Linked DNA regions of Mus musculus: all the other regions are linked to region 3. Evidence: chromatin contacts called from public Hi-C data. All regions are on one chromosome and are shown on one strand. Each heading gives the region's core, a stretch centred on a gene start, on an enhancer-like site or on the middle of the called end of the contact. The rest is flanking DNA. Distances are from core to core; before and after follow the strand shown. Region 1 has its middle 28 kb from the start of Cdnf. Region 2 has its middle 18 kb from the start of Fam107b. Region 3 overlaps LOC108168726.

The links. A called contact is a pair of places that touch in the nucleus more often than the background predicts.
Region 1: a contact with region 3 is called in a Hi-C map of neutrophils, with 1.6 times the contacts expected there. The contact joins two enhancer-like sites. A contact is called at or near these places in 14 of 484 Hi-C or Micro-C datasets (CD8 T cells, the G1E-ER4 cell line, the HL-1 cell line and 8 more) and 2 of 9 other capture datasets (adipose tissue and liver).
Region 2: a contact with region 3 is called in a Hi-C map of liver, with 1.8 times the contacts expected there. The contact joins two enhancer-like sites. A contact is called at or near these places in 4 of 39 promoter capture datasets (the C10 cell line, liver and neutrophils), 2 of 15 datasets of contacts at CTCF or cohesin (CD8 T cells and large pre-B cells), 11 of 484 Hi-C or Micro-C datasets (the HL-1 cell line, bone marrow-derived macrophages, effector CD8 T cells and 3 more), 3 of 115 datasets of contacts at active chromatin or transcription factors (embryonic stem cells, hepatocytes and liver) and 2 of 9 other capture datasets (adipose tissue and liver).

What each region holds. Positions count from the first base shown.
Region 1 is chr2:3,539,061-3,543,676 of GRCm38.p6, forward strand. No RefSeq gene overlaps it. Among named protein-coding and RNA genes, the nearest start is that of Cdnf, 28 kb to the left of the region's middle. Within about 2 kb of position 2,746, at least 11 of the 459 cell types and tissues checked have an H3K27ac peak or open chromatin away from gene starts, as enhancers often do. A contact at or near this core is called in myeloid progenitors and neutrophils, where this site is marked.
Region 2 is chr2:3,693,292-3,697,642 of GRCm38.p6, forward strand. No RefSeq gene overlaps it. Among named protein-coding and RNA genes, the nearest start is that of Fam107b, 18 kb to the right of the region's middle. Within about 2 kb of position 2,525, at least 4 of the 459 cell types and tissues checked have an H3K27ac peak or open chromatin away from gene starts, as enhancers often do. A contact at or near this core is called in hepatocytes and liver, where this site is marked.
Region 3 is chr2:3,621,476-3,625,746 of GRCm38.p6, forward strand. The region is part of intron 1 of LOC108168726; the gene reads left to right. Among named protein-coding and RNA genes, the nearest start is that of Fam107b, 90 kb to the right of the region's middle. Within about 2 kb of position 2,651, at least 29 of the 459 cell types and tissues checked have an H3K27ac peak or open chromatin away from gene starts, as enhancers often do. A contact at or near this core is called in hepatocytes, liver, myeloid progenitors and 1 more, where this site is marked.

The sequences.
Region 1 (4,616 bases), core at 1,496-3,995, 82 kb before region 3:
TCCAAATGGGTCCCGTGTTAAGAGACTGATCCTGATGATGGTGCTGTTTGGAAGAGATGAAACCTTTATTAGGAGGGCATGTTGAAGAGGCTTAGGCCCTTAGGTCACTAAGGGTGTGCCCCTGAGGGGGATTTGGGAGCTGTACACAACTCACTTCCTGGTTGTGGGGTGAGCTGTACTGTGTCATTTTCCCTCACCCCAACACATATCAATGTCGTCCTTCATGGACATCAGAGGTCTAAAGCATCTACCCCAACTGATGCTGAAGTTAAAGCTCCCAAAGTAGATCATACAACAAAATAAAACATAGCTCTATGTAATTTTGTAATTTCAGATGCCTGGTTACAGGAGTGTAAAGCTGACTAATTGGCATCATTGGTTTTTATAGGATCAAGATCCAGGTTAGGACCACACATTGCACTTCATTGGCTGGCTTGTACCCGTGTGGGCTCTCAGACACTGAAACACTAACCAAAGAGCATACACAGGCAGGACCTAGTGGCTCCCCTCCCCCACACATATGTAGTGACTTTACAGCTCCATCTTCATGAGGGTACAGAATATAGCCCACCCTTATTTCCGCCCGCACATACATAGCAGATGTGCAGTTCCATCTTCATAATGAGTCAGGAACAATAGGAGCGGGGGTTATCCCTAAAGCTGTTACCTATTGGTGGAATACATTCCCCTGCCTGGACTGCCTCATCTGGTCTCAGTGGGAGAGGATGCTCCTGGCCCTGCAGAGACTAGATGTGCCTGTGTAGGGAGATGCTTGGGGCTGAGGGCAAGGGGTCTCTACCTTCCCAAAGGAAAGGAAGATGGGGAATGGGGGATGGGGGAAGGAACAGGGTGGAGGGAACAGGAGAGGAGGGGTAGCAATCGGGGTGTAAAGTGAATGAAAGAAAGGAAGGAAGGAGGGAAGAAAAAGAAAAAAAAGTCTCTTTAGTCACCTTCAATCTGAAACAGGAATTTAGTCTTGCTATGTTTCATGGCTTTGCTGTTCTTGAAGTTCATCCTTGTTAGCAGGACGAATGTGTTTCAGTTCGAGGTTGTCTGAGGTTCCGTCATTAGCTTATGTGTGTTCCATGCATGTCATCGGAATGTCACAGGAAGGACAATGTGTTCATCTTAATACATAGTATCAAAGGCACATGATGATGATGATGAAACCTATTTCTTCTCATGTAAACTTTTCTCATGTGGTACAGAGGGTAGCTGGCCAGTTTCTCCACAGAGATGCTCATTAAAGTCTCTGTGAAGGTATTTTAATAAGCATCTAATAAGCATTGGCATATGTTCATAACAATTCACTAGGATGTGATTAGTGTTCTGTGGGGAAGACTGGGAGACTGTGTCCATGTCTATTGTCTCAGTGAGCCATCACCTGTTAATTTTTCATCTACCTAGGCCAATTATTAATATTGATGAATAATTATAAAATGCAACCCATTCCTTCTAAAATGATCACTTAGCATTCTACTTCAAAGTGTAGTTATTTATTTAAGCCATTGTTGATTGGTGGGTTCTTACTTTGTAGAATGAATCACAGTCTGTTTCAACATTACTTCCTTTAATTCTCGAGCTGTCTTAGATTTGGCCAGCAGGAGCCTCCTGACATTGGCTTTGGTGCTTCTTGCTGGACCCCATCAGAAAAAGAAACAAAGAAAAAGTCCTAATTTTGTTACCAGAAATTCTATAACTTATCTTGTTATGTTTCTTGCTTCAGTCAGTTATTTCTATAGAACGTTATAGTAATTTTTTTTTTCGGACAGAGTTTCATGTAGCCCAGGCTGACCTCAAATTCATTACATAGCCAAGGCTAGTCCTGGACTCTTAGGTTCTCCCTCCCCCATCTCCTGAGTGCTGCAGTTACAGAAATTCACCATCATGCCTAGTTTTATGTGGCACTGGAGTTGAATTCAGGCCTTCTTTCATGACAGGCAACTGAGCTGTATCTTCAGCTATGTTCAGTAAGTTTTAATTAAAAATGGTATTGAGAAACTGAGATTTAGGCATTAACAGTACTCTGTCTAGGGTCACACTGACCCCAGCAGTGGGGATAGGGCTACACACATCCTCATATACACACATACTTTATCAGTTTCTGTATCTAAATCTTTTGACATCACTGCATTCATTCTAATGCCCCTTATCATATAAATTATTAAAGAATATTGTGCTTTTTTTGTCAGCAGAGAATGCTAGCCTCCATTATCAATACTTTTGATTAATTCTTTTGCACACAGTCAATATTACAGTCATTGAAGCTTCTTCTCAATGCCAGTGCCTCTAACACACATTAGCCAGTGTTAGACCAGGTACAGAGAGATTCACCACAGCTCTGGAGCTGAGACCGCCACATCCATGCTGTCTTCAGGGAGTCCTGACTACTTCATCGAGGTGGCTTTAACTCACAGTTAAGTGTGAGGATTCTACAAGCACATGGTCTAGCTTATGCAACATCCCTGCCACGTTATGACTGGGCAGTCTTAAGCAAATTACTTAATGTCTTCTAGTATCTAAACTTTCTCTGTTCAAAGAAAAGCCATAACAGGGACAAAGCAGTTATCAGCCCCCCCTTCTCCTGATTTGAGTATGAATCTTTGTCTCAGAAGAATAGTCATTAGCTGGAGGTTGTGAGGGAACTTCAGGGCAGACATCTCAGCCAAGCGAGAGGGAAACACCCAGCAGGAAAACTATAAGCCATCACAGAGTGATGTAAGTCCGGGTCTCCACTCTCCTTCCTCTCAACTTGATGGGGCCGTGCGTGGGCTTGCCTGTTGCAGAGAACTAAGTGAGGACCAGATGAGGTGAGGCTCCCCAGTGCACGGAGTAGGAGATAATTTAATGAATGCCTTCCACTCTGCTTTCATATGCCTCTTCAAATGCAGGTCTTGTTCACTGAAGAGAGTGTATAAAACTCAGCTAAGCAAAGCTAACAGCCATTACTGGCAGCTCCATTAGGCAAGAATAACTGCTGTTTACATTTTGAAATCGCTCTTTCCAGACTGATTTCTTTGCACATTGAATGTAAACTTTATGTGATGGCATTCCTTCCCTGTTCTCTCCGTTCTGTGTGAAGAAAGAACCAGGTTCCCCATGGGGTGTCTTCCCTGCCCCTCCTGTCCATTGGCTGGCTGAACTCAGTACAACAATATCCCCTCCAAAGCACTGGTGACAGCAGAGCTTGTGTGGACACTGTGTAGTGTATAAACATGCACCCCTCCTGATGGGTGCTTCTGTCTGGGGCACCTTCTTCCCATGGGACCTATCTTCCAGGTGGAGAAGGCCAGGGAGCATGTTTGTCACTCTGTGGTATTTCCTGTGGAAGCTGGCTAGAGTCCAGATCCCTGAGGAAACACAGCACAGGCCTTTTCTATAAGCACAGCTCTTAAATAGACTGGGAGGTGTGTGTGTGTGTGTGTGTGTGTGTGTGTGTGTGTGTGTGTGTGTGTGTATGTGTACTCTAGGCAGGAGGAGACCACTGTACTTGAGCTATAGACACACCAACTCATGGGCATCCCAGGTCTCTGGCTTTCCTTTGACACTGAGTCAGTTGGTCAGCAGGGAGAATAGCCTTATCTTGGAATTTTTACTGCACCACCAATGAAGAAAATACTACTCCAAGGTCAAGTTTACTCTAAGATCTGTGGATGTACCCATCACGTATGTCTGTCAAAAGTCACTGGATCAGCCAGGCATCATGACATAGGATTATAAAGGTAGTGTTTGGGATCACGGAGCAATAAAGTCATGAATTGGGCTATACAGTAAGATACAATCTCCAAAAGGGACATAAAACAAACAAACAAACAAACAAACAAAAAAAAAACCCACTCCATCAGTAGGACTCTCTTCTGGCACTGCCTAAATTTTCATTTCATTCAGAAACCATATTAGTGTGTGGTAAATATCCTGCCCAAATTTTGTGATTTGCTATTTGCAAATGATTCAAAATTTTACCTTGAAATATTTGAGACCCCTATCCAGAAAGTTTAATTCATCAAGATGAAAGTATCTAATCACCCCTAACTCCTAGGAAACACCATGGAGAAAGAGACAGAAGGACTCTAAGAACTGCAGTGGGGGAGGGGCATGGTGCAGAATGCCAACATAAAGGTCTAATGTGTCCATACACTCTTCAAAAAAGTGACCAATAAAAACAACCCTTGGGATTTTCCTGCGAAATTGTTGTTGTGTATCAGTTGATACCAGCTCAGTGCTAACAACTGGATGGCAGCAAGGACAAGAGGAACACAGGAGGGAGATGGTAGAAGTGACCTAGAAAGTAAAACCAAACATCACTGCAGTGTGGTGGTTTGAATAGGTCTGGCTCCCATAGTGGCACCATTAGGAGGTGTGGCCTTGATGGAGGAGGTGTGGCCTTGTTGGAGGAGGTGTGGCCTTGTTGGAGGAGGTGTGGCCTTGTTGGAGGAGGTGTGGCCTTGTTGGAGGAGGTGTGGCCTTGTTGGAGGAGGTGTGGCCTTGTTGGAAGACGTGTCTCAATATGTAGGTAAGCTTTGTGGTCTCCTACACATAGGTTCTGCCCAGTTTAGAAGATAGTCTCCTGGCTGCCTTCAAATCAAAGTGTAGAATTCTTGGCTCCTCCAGCATCA
Region 2 (4,351 bases), core at 1,275-3,774, 72 kb after region 3:
CCCCAGGTAGAGAGCATAACAGATAGATAAGAGGTATTAATAAATAGATGTCTGTGGCTCCAGGTAAAGAGCATAAAGATAAATGGTATATTAAAGTCCGTGGGAACTCATATTCTTTGTTTGTGGACTCCACAGGAATTTTGGGTTAATTTTCTGGCATGACTAAATAGAAAAAGCCCAAGAATAGACTGGTACAGTATTTTAGTTTACTTTATTTATTTTAGATTGTCTTAATTTTCAAAATAGGTGTGATTTTGAGTTTTGTGGTTATATCATTTCTCTGGGAGAGAGGTCGAGCTAAAGGTTTTTCTGGTTACTGGCTCAAGGATATGCTGATTTGGGAGAAAGTTTTGTCTTTGCATTTTTTAGAAAAGGTGATTATACACCTTCCAGAATGATATGGATCAAATGTGACAGAGGAAGACCACCTGAAAATAGATTCAGGTGAATCAAACAAACAAAATAATATTCTTTGTGTCATCCCTTACACAGCACGATTGAAGACTTATGATTGGAGCAAAATTTCATCCTAACTAGTCTGAACACTTTACACAGACTAATTCAATCCATACAGATATCTTGATGATACTAAAATTTTGTTTTGAGATTTGTATATTATAGAATATACAGCCTTGGTGAGTCTCATTGTCAGACATGCTGAACTGACCTGCTTTGAACTCCCGATCTCTTGGACTTTCAGCCAGATCCAATCAGGACACAAGCATCAGAGACTAAAACAATCGCTGGTGTGGCCTTCTTAAGGCCAACCAACTCCCCTATTTTTTCTACTCTTCTCCCCCCCCTCGAAGATATCTCAGCGCCTATATTCAGCTTGAGGAAGTTATGAAGAGTTGTTGTTCCAGTTCCCTGGACTTGGGAGTCTAGAGGTAGTTATTCTAGTTGTCTTTCTGGGGAATTTTGAAATGGCCATAATTGAAACAGGGAGGAAATAGCTAGAATTGATTGTGTAGCCATATTCCTATTTGGTAAAAATCTTTACAATAGTTACTAAGTTGAAGTCATAATTTCTTATTTTGGTACAGAATTTATTTTGATACAGAGTCAAGGTTCTCATTGGTATAAATTTCTTCTTTTGATATAAAAAATTTTAAAAGTACAAGGTTTGGACCCAGTCTTTCTGTAAATGCCATTACAAACTGATCTGAGATGTTTAAGCCTGTGAGTTAAGGGCCAGGTAACAAATTAATGGCTCTGAGTTTATTGTTAAGGTGTTTTCAGATAATTTAATTAGAAATAGTTGAGAGTAGTTAACAGACAACTGTCCAGATGACTTTACATAGCTTTTTTACTTTACATAGGTTTTCATACTTTACATAGGTTTTCAAAAATGTCAGAAATCCACACAATGTGACATTTAATGTTATTTATTCTTTTGTTGTTGAGACATATCTGCTCTTAGCAGCTCCCCTTTTGTGGATTCAAAGAAGAAATTGAGTGTCTCTACCTCCAGTTGAGGTAGTACAGTGGCTAGGTGGCCACTGGGCAGAAATTGCCTATTCATCTATAGACTAAATACCATCCAGAAAAAGGACACACTATGCGGAATAGTCGACTCATAATCTCTGCCAAGTCAGGGTAATCAGTCCTTCAAAATTCTGCAGTACAAAGGTCTGTCAGATGATCCTGGGCCAGAAGGCTAAAGACTGATGCTCCAACTTCCTGACATATAGGAGCTGTATAGGTAGGCAGCTGTCTCTACAACTTGTCTCAGTTCTGGAAGATGTGCTAGGCTTCCTATATTTTCAGATAATATTGGTCATTCTCAGATTTCTGATGGGATTGAAGACTAATTATAGTCTCATAACCAACCCAGGCTATTTAGCATTGAGAGAATATATTTAAGAAGATAGTTTTCAGATAGTATACAAGCTAAACCAGGTGATAACATATAGATTTATAAGTCTTTTAAGTTAAGATAGATGACAGGGTTCTATTTAATTGATAAAAATTTTGGACTGGGTGTTAGGTCTCTTTTGTGCTTTATAAATTGCAAAATGTTAATAGCTGTGCTCAATTTATATCTGAGATAAGAGTCTTTTAATTGGACAGAAAGGGGGAAGTCTTGTGGGTAGCCCTGGTGCTGTTTGTATTTTGATGCTAATTCACCTTCCCCAAGAGGGGCTGTGTGGGACTAGGAGTGAATCACATATTCAGAACTTCCTGTGACCCTTCTAATAAACAAAGAAACCAATCACTGGGTGAGTAGGTGGGACCTCCAGGTCAGAAAGATGGATGGAGAGGGAGAAGAGGAGAATGAGCCCGAGAATGTGAGATGAAAAAAAAATGTAGATAGCAGAGACCCTGTTTCAGGTGGTGGATCCATTTGTATCCACTACTGGTGAATTTAACTTAGAATGGCTCATAAATTTGGATGTTAGTTGTTGTGCTCAGTGATTGAGTTACCATTGATTCTGAAAAAAAAAAAAAATCTAGCAAATAGAGCTGGGCATTTGGAGGCAGAGGCAGGCAGTTTTCTGATCCCAGGCCAGCTTGGTTGACATAATGAGCTCCACCTAGGACAGTCAGAGCTACATCATGAGAATTTGTCTCAAACAAGCAAACAATCACCAGATACTTGGACAATCAAACTTGTACAACTAGAGAGTATGAATAACAAAGGAACGTGGGCAACAAAAACAACTTCTGAATGACAGAAGTAGACAATCCACATGGCCTAATTTCAAGGCATTTAATACAGCAAGGCAAAGAGTGCTGTGATATCATGGGAGGACAGCTCACCAGACACAAGGAACAGAACAGAGAGGCCTGGAAGCTGACCCAAGCACACCCACACTTGCACAATCGACTGATGTGTGATAAGCATCATTCAGAACAAAGTAATCAATGTGCCAGGCACTTTAAATAAATGAAGCCATGTCAACAGAGTGACTATACAACGAAAGAAAGGAACAGCAAAAGGGGGCCACCGTGTTGAGCACCATACGAACATGTAAAAATATTCAAACACTGGGAGAAAACACAAGAGGAAGTATTTGGAATATTGATTTGGGCCAATTTGTTTTCATAGAGGATCCAAAAACAGTAACAACAACAACAACAAAAAAGGACTCACGCCACTTCATACTTTAAAAGGGTTTATTTTTTATCAAAAGGAACTAAGAAAATAGTTTTTGAAAAGTTGCAGATAAGCAGAAAATACTTTTCAAACACTCATAGAGTGTCTTTTGGTGCTCACACCTGTAATCTTAGCACTTGGGAGGCTGAGACAGGAGGATGATCCTGAGTAAAGCTGTCTCAAGTAAGTAAGTAAGTAAGTAAGTAAGTAAGTAAGTAAGTAAGTAAGAAAGAATCAATAAAGCCGTCAAGGGAGTAAAAACATAGAAACCAACAAGCAAAGACCCTTTAACAATCTTAACAAACAAGGTGTAGTTACATAAGCCTGAATCCCAGCACTGTGCTGACTGAGGCAGGAGGATTGAGAGGCCAGTCTAGGCAACATAGTGAGATCCTGTCTCAAAAGAAAAAGAAAAGGGAGAAAAGAAAAGGAGGAGAAGAGGAAACAAACAAAAACACCTCTTACAACTCATTTAGAAAACACACAACCAAAAATAGTGGTTAAAAGAATTTCTCAGACTCTTCACTGTGGATTGGTTTAGAGACAGCAAGTGAGTTCACAAAAAATATGTTCAGTATCATAATACTGAAAATCAAAAGTACCATATACCTCCAAGAATTGCAAAACTCAAAAACACTGATAATGTAGAAATCTATAATCTGGATCCTTTACGCCCTTCTGGTGGGAATCTATACATGCTGAAAAGCAGCTGGGTGGTTTTTGTCAAGCAAAACATACTACACACTATTACCATACATACTAACAAATATTAGGAAAGTCAGCAGCCTCCAAAACCTACAACTATCCTTTCCACTCTCTTGTGACTTCTGTTACAAACTTGTAAGTCTTGCCATTCCTTGTCTTGTAGAAGATCATTCCAGTTCCTGTTATATGACATATTCTCTTTATGGAGTAGGCTCTGTGCTTTTCTTCCTCTAGGAAAATATCTCAGTACCTACTGTGTAGGTCTGATGACCCTAGTTTGATCCTCAGCCTGTACATGAAATGGTATGAATGGTATGGTGGTACACATTAGTAATTCCAACACTGGGCAGGCAGAGATGGGAAGATCCCTGGGTCTTCTTGGCCAAGCCAATCTAGCAGAATCAGCAGCCGCAGAGAGAGCCCCATTGAGAGACCCTTTCTCAATAACTAAGGGATGACACCTGAGGTTGTTTTGTGACCTCCATATGCACACTACACATGTGCCATTGCTTGTGTGCACACATACAGTTATTACCCCCACCAGCACCA
Region 3 (4,271 bases), core at 1,401-3,900:
AAGTCCTGTTTAGCCAGTATAATCAAAATATGAATCTTGATAGCTGGACCTTGGAGTGTTAGGAATAAGGAAGTGGCCAAAATAAGGAAATGGACCTTGGGGGCTAGCTTTAGGAATGGAATCTTGACTGATTAGCACGGAAGAGGGAAGGGGAAAAGAGAAGACCTGCCAACTCCATGCTTGCTGTGTCGGGCCTATCAGGGAACCCTTCACAGTTGTTCAAGACGATGCTAATCTTTTGTGGAGCTGCCTGCAGGACAGAGCTCTAGGGCCTCAGCTGTTGTGAGTTATCAGCCAGCCTTTTAGGTGCTGCGGTTGTCTTCGAGTCACCCATCTTCTTGTGAGTAACTCCTTACTCATTTTCCTGAAAGTTAACCCAACAGACTCATCACTTCCCTGGACTTGGACAGAATCAGTTCTTTGGTCTGTCGTGAACATATCTACCAAGGAGAAGTCATAAAACAGAGTTTATTTTCAAGGACTGCTATAATCGTATTCCTCTGACCTCTAACACTATTTTGAGATGGAAAGGAAACATTTCCCAGATTTTTGCAGTCAAAATAGTCTTTAAAGTCGGTTTGTTTGGATAAATGTTCAATGTTTCAAATTTGCCTTATTTTCCCCAACTCCCCATCCTGGGAGTGAGTCTGATGTTCAGGTAGGATTGTGGTGCTGGTTCAAGGCTGTGAGTTCCCTGTGACACCATCTGAATTTCCTCTGCCTTCTATCAAAGACCGCCAGGCTGGATGTCATAGACCACTGAGGTGTGACAGAAGGGATTTTTGAGCCACCCTAGCCTGGGTTTTATAGTCCCAGCCACTTTTATCTTGTTTTAAAATTCTAGCTACTAATTCATTCTGAGTCAAGATCTCTACCAGCCATCATTTCCTCTTTTCTTCTTCCCTCCCCTCCCTTCCTCACCCCTCTTCCCCTTCCTTCTTCTCCACCATCATTTCTTCCTCTTTTTAATTCCTTCCTTCCTTCCTTCCTTCCTTCCTTCCTTCCTTCCTTCCTTCTTTCCTCTTTTCCTTCCTCCCATAGAGGGTTTCATTATGTAGAGCTAGTCGGCCTGGAACTCATTATCGAACAGGCTGACCTTGAACTTACAGAGATCTACTTGCCTCAGATTCTTGGTCCTGGGATGTGCTCCTTCCTTCCTTCCTTCCTTCCTTCCTTCCTCCCTCCCTCTCCCTCTCCTCCTTTCTTCCTTCCTTTCTTCTTCTTCTTCTTCTTTTTTTTTTTTAACTTTTAACATGTTGTGTTTCCAAAGAGTTGATATGGAACAGGGAAAACCAGCATGAAGCCTGACTTTCCCTGTACCCCACTTTCTCATTGTAGAAACAGCAAGGGATCAGCATGAGCCCTGCCCTCTGTATTTCAGTGGGCACCCTCAACCCTCACCTTGGAGCCAGAATGGCGCATGATTACAGTAACCTTTTTGTGTGAGGAATCACCTGCTTTCTGTGTTACACTGTCCATACTATAAAGCAAACACACTTATAGAGAAAGCTTGCAGACTTCTGTGGAATCCCTGGGCCATGGACAGAAGCATTGTGCAGACATTTGATGCATGTTGTCAGTTGCAGAGAAGGGTAACACAATAATCCATTATCTTCCATTACCCTAATGTGGTTTGCTTAACCCAATTAGCCAGGTGAGAACATGGATTGTAATGAAACCCTAAACCTGTACACTGAGGCAAATCATAGCAGGGGATTGGTGTTGGGGAGATGACATGGAGAAACAAGACCACCCTGAAACTCCATTTCCTAGGACTGGGCTGTAGCAGAAATCCAGAAGACAGGAAAGAAAGTGCAGGAAAAAGATAGGAAGCCTTGAGGCTGTGGTTCTCAACCTTCCTAATGCGGTGGCCCTTTAATACAGTTCCTCATGTTGTGACCCACAGGTTGGGAACCACTTCCCTAAGATGCCCACTGAACACAGTTTTTAGTGACCACCGCTCTTAAGGAAATTGCTTAAAGCAAGATTGCCAAACAAACCCTTACTTGGGTTCAAGTTCTTTCTGATCACGCCAATAAAAATAACTTCAAGGTATGCGAGCATGCACACACACACATACACACACACACACACACACACACACACACACACACACACACACACCCCTCAGCATCTCTGACAGTTTTGCACCCTAAGCCTTTTTCAGCAATGTTGCGACCAGTTAGGTAACTCATTAAACCTTAGATCCTGTGCCAATGATCTTAGCTTCTAGTCATTTCATTTGTACTTCTTTGACCTTTTATTAGTAAAATAAGTCTGTGGAGCTCTGCATAAGTGTGTATGTATTATGGTTGTACATTTTTCTGTTCTGTGTGCATGTGCACATGTTTGTGTAGGCCAGAGGTTGTCGATGGGTGTCTTCTGAGATAACACTTTCAACTTCATTGTCTAAGGCACGATCTTGCAGAAAGCCAGAGCTCTTGGACCTTGCTAATCTTAACCTAGCCAGCTTGTCTTAAGGGTCCTCTGACTTACCTCCCCAAATGCTGGGGTTACAGGTGGTCTATCATGCTAGACAGGCATTTAAATGAGTGCTAGGGACCCAAACTCCAGTTCTCAAACTTGCAAGGTAAGTGTTGCAGTCACTAAGCCACCTCTCCAGCCCGAGTCTGTGCGCTTAGGTAATGCTGACCAACTAAGGGTTCAAAGTCTTGTTTCTTAACTCGGTAAACACAGAAGTGGGTGTTGGTAGGGATTTCATACTCTTTGTCAATAATTTGTGAATTTAAGCATCAGACTTCCTCAGGAGAACCCATGTGGCCACTAGAAACTAATCAGAATCTGAGGTGGGGCCTAGGCTTCAGTACTGTTTATGGATTCCTCTGTAAGTTCTTTAAATGTATAGACTTTTAGAGAAATCTTGAGTGAACAGAGGGTACGTTTCCCGTAATGATCCATGAGCAGTGCAGATACAGTAGGGCTGGCTAAAGTCCAGACTGTTTTAGAACTCACTCGGAGGAGCCTATTTTCTGTGTCTAGTCTTCAAAAAAGTTGTTTTTTTTTTAAATCTCTTTTTGATTGTTTTGGGAATTTTATCCCTGAATTTAATGTGTTTTGATTAATCTATCGCTATTATCTTTCTTCTGACTCCTTCTTTATATATCCACTACATACCTTTCACCTACCAATTTCATGGCTCTTAGAAACAAAGAACAACTCACTGAGTCCACATAGTGCTGCCTATGTGTGCTTGTGGGTATAGGAGCACCTACTAGTCCAACAGCCCACATTCCCAAGGAAAACTGACTCGACCTCCCCCAGTAACCCAATTGTCAAAAGCTTCTCTGGGTGGGATTTTTTAGTTGCATATGAGTCCGCGTGTGGGTTTGTATACAGAGTATAGCACTCTCAGAAGCTAGAAAAGGGCACTGGATCCTCTATAGCTGAAGTTATAGGCAGATGTCTTAGAAGCTGAGCTCAGGTCCTCTACAGTAGTGGTATGTACTCTTAACATCTGGGCCATCAGCCATCTATTGAGCCCTCTTCTGTGTGCTTTTGATAGCAACACAATGTAAATTCATGGGATTGTGTTGGATAATTTAGCTGCTTTAAAATTCTCCTGTTCCCCACCCATTTGATTCCTCACACCTGCCTTCAAGGCTACGGTAACACCTATTTGTTTTTTCCTTTCCAATTTTGTATATAAGGTCATGTGAAGCATAGTATTTCAGTGGACAAGGGACTAGACATACACAGTCTTAGAGTTCACATTACCCAGTGCACCACAGCCATTACAGTCTTTGTGAGATCTGTTTCACATACGCTTGTGGTGATGCTGGTGAATAAAGCTTCATGTGGGGATAGAGAAATGGCACAGCATACACAGTTATGTGTAATAAATGATGCTTGATCATGATACAGACTGTACGGCTGGGTATGTACTTGTTATGCTATCTGTTTGCACTGCCTTTCTTGGGTGCACTCCTGTTTAACAAAATGTTTATTATGGGATACTCTGCGGTGCTATGCTGGCAACAGCTTCGTGTGTCTCCTATTGATTGGGTATCTCGATGGCTTCATTTTTCTCTTGGGATTGCTTTAATCTTATACCTTTCTGCTCATCGTGACCCTTAAGCACCAAATCTCCAGCACTAGTGTTGCCAGTATGAGCTGGCACTGAGTGGCTCACCTGCAAATGAAGCTAACATTGATCAAGGACTATGAAAGTGGAAAAGCAGCTGTGGGTCCTGTCCAGTCAGGTATGCCCCACCCCACCAGAGCTGTGATCCTGAAGAGCAAAAGCCAAGTAA